Regions from separate parts of the Neogale vison genome. Here region 1 is linked to region 2. A link is a contact called in public Hi-C data. All regions are on one chromosome and are shown on one strand. The core of a region is the stretch at or near the end of the contact, and the rest is flanking DNA. Distances in the headings are between cores, read along the strand shown. Region 1 holds the start of MSL2 (E3 ubiquitin-protein ligase MSL2). Region 2 holds the start of STAG1 (cohesin subunit SA-1).

Evidence for each region. A called contact is a pair of places that touch in the nucleus more often than the background predicts.
Region 1: a Hi-C map of fibroblasts shows a contact between it and region 2, with 7 times the contacts expected there. The contact joins the promoter of MSL2 here to the promoter of STAG1 in region 2. A contact is called at or near these places in 2 of 3 Hi-C or Micro-C datasets (fibroblasts and muscle).

What each region holds. Positions count from the first base shown.
Region 1 is chr6:127,793,675-127,797,188 of ASM_NN_V1, reverse strand. It overlaps MSL2 (E3 ubiquitin-protein ligase MSL2), which reads right to left and starts at 1,769. Exons shown (of 2, transcript XM_044252312.1): 1 at 635-1,769. The coding sequence starts at 776.
Region 2 is chr6:127,221,167-127,224,964 of ASM_NN_V1, reverse strand. STAG1 (cohesin subunit SA-1) reads right to left here and starts at 1,467. Exons shown (of 35, transcript XM_044252306.1): 1 at 1,230-1,467.

The DNA.
Region 1 (3,514 bases), core at 520-3,019, 570 kb before region 2:
TAACTGTCTACCAGGCCATAACATATTAAAACCACAAAATAAGGAACAACAATTTCGTAAAAATCCCACCAGCTAAAAAAGAGAGTATTTTCAGTCTTCCCGGGCTCACTATTTACTGTCAAACTGTCAAAGCATGTTGAGAAACACAGACAAAAGTTCTGCATCGAGTTCACAGGCTGTGGGTGCATCCGATTATACCACTACCCACACCTAACACCAGTTTGGGGAAATGCAAACACGCCACACGTACATTTTTTAACCAGGCTAAACCACGTTTAACCAAGGTAAGTGTTGTGAGCTCTTGTATCAAAGGTTTAAAAAAAAAAAAAGAGGAGCACTACGCAAGCATACTTCACTCATTTATAAAACCATCAACAGAAATGGCAAGAAACTGACCCGAGAAGAATTAAACAGTTCTGAACATTAAGGCCGCCGTACAAAACGGTTTAGGAGGGCTCTTTCTGAACTGCTGGGCAAAAGTCCTCTGACGAGCCTCAAAACTAATGACCGTATACTAATGCACAAATAACAAAAGCTTAATACAAACTACCACGCCGCCAAACCGTTCCTCTTACCAAAGCCCAGATTTTTTTTTAAAATAAGCATTGAAAGGGAACAATAAAAAGCGTCTCACCGCAAACACAGCAAGAGAGAGACTGTCGGAAGTAAGGCAAGAGCCTGTTAATCTCTGTAAACGCCTTGGGGTCTCCGGGGTCGTAGTTGAGCACTAGGCGGCTCGCGGAAATGTAGAGAGCAGTAGCATTCACGGGGTTCATTGCAGACACTTCGACACCGTTGGCTCCCGGTTGAAAAGAAATTCCGGATCCAACTTTGTAAGCAGCCAGGGAACAATGGCGAATTTGCAACAAATCGGAGGAAATCAGAGAAGAACCACTGGCCAAAGTAGTAACTAAAATCCGTGCAAGTTTGTGGAGCTGAAGCAATCCTCCCACACATGGGGCCTTGGCGCCCCTCCTCCGTCCCTGAGACTTGCAGACAAAAAAAAAAAAAAAAAAAGAGAGAGAGAGAGAGAGAAACCAGCGTTCGAGTTTGTCCCAGGCAGCCTCGGGGCGAAGAACGCGGGGGCTTCGGCGCTGGGGCCGGGACTCGGCGCTCAGTCTAGCCCCGCGGCTCCGCGGGCGGCCTTCGCTGCATCTCCGGACGCGGAGGCACCTCCTCAGGGCGAGCTGGGCGGGCGCGGGAGCAGGCCCCCGCCCGGTCCGAGGGGCGCGCACGCTTCTCACGAGCTGCAGGGCCCTTACTCCATCACAGCGCCCAGCGCAGAGGTAGCGGCGACGGCGAGGAGGACGGCTCGGGCGTCGACTTCCTCAATCTAGTGCACCAAGCCGCGGCGGCGGCGAATGCTGCAGCTGCGGCAGGCGGAGGCTGCCGCCGCTCTCTCCATATCGGACGCGGGGCCCGGACTGCGCCTGACTCTCCGCCCTGGCGGTTACAACCCCGCTGTTCCCTGAGGTGGCGGAGCGGGCAGGAGAGTCCCCCACCCGATAGGGGAGGGCTGGGGAGGAAGTGCGCGGGCCGGCGGCGGCAGCGGGAGGGGGCGGGGAGCAGGCCCGGCCGGGCCGCGGCGGCGCCCCTCGCTCCTCAGTCGCTCACTCCGAGGTCACCAGGCACAAGCACCGCCCCCTCACTGCCCGGCCATCTTCTCCACGCCGCACACACGGAGACCTCCTCCTCCAAGCACGACGGCCGCCGCCGCCCACGGCTCCCGCCCGGCCGCAGCTGAGGCGAGCGCTCACACCGCCAGGCCCCGCCGCCGCCCAGAGCACCAGCAAGGCCCCGCGGCAGGCCCCTCCCCCCGTGCCTCGCCGCCCTCACCCTGACTCCACGCGCCACTCTAACTCAGTAGGGCCCGGGCTGCTGCGGCTTTAGTGAATCCCGCGGACTGTGCGGCGCCTCAGGCCCTGCCGGCGACGACGACCGTTACCCCAACGGGCAAAGCCACTGTCATCCCCGAGACTCCCCCGCCGCCGTCGTCGCTAGCGCCCGCACGCATGCGCAGAGCACACTCTCACCCCTCCCCCCCGCCCTTTCCTTTCCCTTCGCTTCCCTTTTCCCCTGCTTCTCCTCTAAGAGCCCCCTCCACACCCTCCCTGAGCTACAGGCTGGCTCCGCGCATGCGCATTCCAATATCAAGCTCCACCGCCTTTCGCCCTCACGCGTGCGCCCTGACCGCCCACCCAGAAAACCGGATAAACACAGCAGCCCGCTCACGCCAGCCCCTCCCTGCTGCCAACCCACCCCGGCCTCACTGCGCATGCCTGGCTCTCCACTTACGGCTCTTAGAACAGAGCATGCTCTCTGCAAGACGGCAGGTCTGTCCGCCCCTCCCCCATGCTCCCTCAAATTCCCTCTTAGGCGTGTGGGCTGTGGCGAAACATTCGTTAGTTGACCCATCCTTCCACGGTATGGGCTCTGAGCCCCTCGCACTACACTGCTTCCTCGATGCCCGCCAACGCTGAGTCCTGGCGGGGACGCGCCATGTGGCATTCCGCCCTGGCGGTCCTCCTCGCCCTGACTGACCACGATGTGAGGAAATAGTCCGGAACGGCCCCAAGCCCCGCCCTCGCGGCCTTTCTCCTGGAACAGCGCTTTCCAAGCACTGAGAAGGGCGCTGCCTCGGCCTGCTTGGGCAGTCAGAGCCGGGAAGGTCGACAGCAAACAGCGTGTCGGTGCGCCCGGGCGGCGTGCGGGCGACGTTTGCTAGGTTAGGGTCGCGGCAGCGTCGATGGCAGCCTGAGGTCAGTAAGACCCTGGCAGGCGGTGTGTAATCGGTGGGGCTCGGGCCCATCTCCTTTCTCCCGTCCTTCCGAGCTGGGCTCTTTCCGCGGACTCTGGTCCTTGGAGTCGGACCGACGCCAGCTGCCCAGTCTTCTGGGGCACCGACGAGGACCTCGCCGAGCTCGTAGAGGAAAACTGTCCAATTTAAAAGCAAAACGTACCCCTTTTCGGCAACTTTGACAGACTTAGCCCTTCTTTGTGAACAGAGCTCTTGAGGAATCCAAGGTCCTGGTTTAGAAGGGACCCAAATCCTTGAAAGTACATCTTTTTTTAAACAAGCTTTCGCCTTGTTTTTGCAGGAGACCGAGGACACAGATATAAATAAACAAAATCCTATCTTAACGTAAGATTCCCCTCATCTCTAAAAGTACAAAACTTTTTTTGAGGAGCACAAATGGAAACAGCATAGGAACCATTTTTATCTCTCGATACCAAAGCTCTTTAGCATAGTTTTTTGCGCAAAATAAATGATCAACACGTGTTTGCAAAGTGAAATTTGTGACATGTCTATCTTTTGGGGGCACAAATACAGTTAGTTTTAGGGATTTTCTATTCAGAGTAGAAATTAATAAGATAACAAGGGAACCCAATAAATTCTGGTATATAATTTCTAGAGCCATATGATAACAGATTTATTTTCTTTACAAGGGCTAGCATATTATCACCACTTACGTACGTATAGAGCAGTAAAAATCTAAGTTCTTAATTTTGTTAG
Region 2 (3,798 bases), core at 218-2,717:
GTAGAGTCATACTCAAATTCCACATAAATCACAAATCACTGAACTTTATACCAACTCAAATACTTTTACAATGTATTTCCTAAGAAGATGCAAAATATACTCCTTTCTAGTCAGGACCACAATTAGGAATAAACTATATTCACCATCTTAACAAGAACTTTAACAGCAAATAATTCGCTATCGTCACATACAGACAGCATTGTTTTGGGTCTATAAGCTTCCGAAACCATCCCACGATTTATACGCCCCGGGCACGATTCTCTGCAATGTGAAGAGAATCGATAACATTTCAAATGTGGGTAGAAAGGGTGACGTGACAATCCTAAGACCTGAAAATTTTTTTCAGTCCCTAGAGCACACATAAAGCACCCAGTTCAGACCCTCCAATCAAGGCCCAGGTCCAACTCCAGGCACTCCAGTTTCCCAGCTCTTCACCCCGCCCCCACCCCGAGAAAGGAGGGAAAACAACTTTTATTGGCCTCTTCTCCCGAGGAATTGGCAAACTAGCGGGGCAGTGCTCTGGCCTGAACACGTTTCACAGGGAGGCCTCCGTCGGGGGCGGGGAAGGCAGATAGCGGGAAAGCCCGGCTTCGACGCCCCTTCTCCCCCAGTCGCCAACCCCCTGCCCCACCCCACCAAGCAGCAGCCTCGGCCGGCCGCCACGCCGAGCGACCCCCAGGCCCCTCCGCGGAGGCGAGCTCGTTGTCATGTGACGACGCCGCCGCTAAAACACCGCAGAAACGCAGGGCGGCGGGCGGCGGACGGCATTCGCACTAGCCCGCCTCGGCCCGGCCCCACCGGGAGCGGGCGAGTCCCGAGAGTCCGGGCGGGGGGGCGGAGGGCGAAGGGCTGGCTTGGCGGCGGGCCCGAGCGCGCCACAAAGGCTTCCGCGCCCGTCGCTGTAGTGCCCGAGCAGGCGGGGGCAGAATTTTCGGGCCCGCGGGAGGGGTGGGGAGGAACGAGGGCTCCCGGGTGCCCGCCGCGCCCACAGGCGCCCCCCCCGGGCTCCCGGACAACCAGCGACTGCCGCGCCCCGCACAGGCCCGCGCGGCCTCCCTCCCCCGCGCGGGGCCCGCGCCCGGCCCGCCCGCCCGCTCCTCGCCCGCGCTCCCTCGCTCTCTCGCTCTCGCCCGGCCTCCATCTTGGATCCGCGCTTCCAGCCCCCGCGCCGCTGCCGCCGCATTCCCCCTTTCCCGCCCCCCGCCGCCGTCGCCGCCGCCCGCACTCACCTCAGCTGCCCATCCGGGCGCCGCCGGCCGTCGACCTAGTTTCCCCCCAAAAGTCTCCGGTGTGTTATTCCCGATGTGGGGGGGTTGTTACGGGGTGGTCGCCGGGGGTTCGGGAGCGGGGGCCGCGCCTTCAACGGAGCTGCAATCCTAACCCGCCATCTGGTGGCATTTTCCACACGCCAATGGCGCCGCTGCAGACTTGGGTCCGGACCGCCCTCTGCTGGCCGCGACGCTTACTGCCTAGCTGACGGGACGGGCCTGCCCGGAAAAGGGAGGGAGCTGAGGCGCGAGCTGGGGGCCACGGCGGGGACGCGCGCAAACGCTTTCCTGTGGGGATTGCACGCACGCGCACCAGCGGGGCGGGAAACGTGGCCGCTGCGTGGAGACCCCGCCCCCGCGCGGAGCGGTAGCCTAGCTCAGCCAATCGCAATTAGCGGATACCTCTTGGTGAGGACGTTGTAGATGGTTCTTGGGCCGCCTGAGGCTGGCGGAAGGACGGCCACGGTGGCGCCTGCGCGCCCCGCTAGCCGGGTTGCCGCCCGCCATTTTTGGAGCTTTTCCGAGACCTGGGAGGGAGACCCGCCCCCGGCCCCTTCACCGAGGCCCCTCCCCAGCTCTCGAGACTAGTGCTTCTCTGCAGCTCCGCCTGAGTCGTGGTGTCCGCATCCGACGCTGGGTAGCCCCTTGCGGAAATGGGAAGGAGTAAAGGAGCTAAATCCCTCTCCCACCTCTCCTGGGTTTGAAGAGGGTCTCTGAGCTTAGCATTGTGTTAGCTATACTTATTGTTGACTGTTGGCAAGGCGCTTTCGCCAGTAAGGGTGAAAAGGTTTCGAGAACTGTTCAGGCCCTCCCGTGCCAATCTAGACGCTACAGTGCCAGCTCCAGGCCGATTGGCGTCGTCCCTGCCTCTGGAAAGCAGATCCACTCCTTAGTGCTGGCTTTGCATAAGGCGGCAGCATTGGCTAGTTAGTGAAAAAGGAATGTAGCTAGACTGGGAAAATACAGCCTCAGCTTTGGTATGCGATTTCTCTTCCCACAGCATAGGACTATTTTCAGTGGCTCTGAAATGGACGTGAGAATTGACTGACGGGAGATCGTGATCAAAATATGCCCTTGAACGTGGCCTCTTCCTACCCGCGCTTTTCTGTGATGGTGGCTCCTATCTTTCACCTGCTCACAACTTTTCAGTACAAAAGTGAATCCTTAATCTCCCGGCTCATCAACCCAATTTGTGACCAAATTCTCTGTTGCTAGAGCCAGCTCTGTTTTAATATTGCCTTAGAATCGCTCGATTCCTTTACAGTCCTCAAAGCCAATCTCCAGTAAATTACCCCAATTTCTGGTTTCTTTCCGAAAAGGGCACAAAGTGTATGGCTGTTTGACTGGATGAAGTAGCAACGGAGCTAAACACACACATACACACGCACTAATGTCTTGTTGATTTCTTTTATATTCTTTGCAAAGACTGTTTACAGCTTTCCTTGTTATTAAAGGTGCCAGGCGCAGTCTATACTAAAAGATAACTTCATTTAGTTTCCAGGGACCAAAGCAATGGGATTATAAATTCTCCAGTTTGATATTCTCTCCATCTTGAAGTATCTGTAGTCACATTGTGTTCCTGATCTCAAAAATTCTCACCAAATCAACCTGTTCTCCTCTTTTTTCCAAAGCCAATCTTCCTTGGACTATGTAAGCCATCCCTTCTCACTTCCCTCCACCACTACTTTTGTAAGGTCTTGTCTCTTCAATGTCCTTATCCACCAGCTTCTTCCTTTTTGCTTCTCAACACACCGTTACCACTGTCTTTTTAAAAATTTCAGTGCTACTATTCTCTCCAGGTACTGTATTATCACCCTTTCTTTCACACACATTTCTGAAAAGAAGCAGTCACCGCCTTCATTTGCACTTTATTCCTTAGCTTAATCAGACTTCATAACAACAAAATGAACTTACACTTTAAGATAGAGAGTTATAATTTCCAACCATTTTCTCCTTCCTCATTTTCTTGGCATATCAAACCCCTAGCCCCTTCTTAAAATCTTACTTCCCTTTATTTAAGGACAAATCCTGATTTCTACAACCTACCTGGTTTACTGGTTTTATTCCTTTGCTAGCTCCTCCTCTTCATCCCACAGTTCAACTCCTAACTGTCCTGGACCACATTCTTGCACTTTAAAAGTCTCCCAAAATTACTGTTTCTGATTTTTCCTCAGCTAAGATTCCTCATGTTCCACTTACTTGCCAGGAAACTCTAGTTCAAAATTTAAACATTTAAAATAATGCTTTCTTAAAATTCAGATTTCCTCATTTCTCTTAACATTGTAATCTCTGTAGTAATTAAGAACAAGGACTTTGAAACAATACTGCTCTAGAAAGCCGTGTGACCTTGGACAAATCTCTTTGTGCCTCAGTTTCCTCAGTTGTTGGAAAAAACAACGGTACCTATCTCATAGAGTCACTGTGAGTATTAAACAAATTAACAATTATATAGAAATGCCATTGGTGTTATTGCTGTGTTATTTTTATCTTGCTAACCACTTTTTAGCAATTTTTTAAAATATCCAAGGGC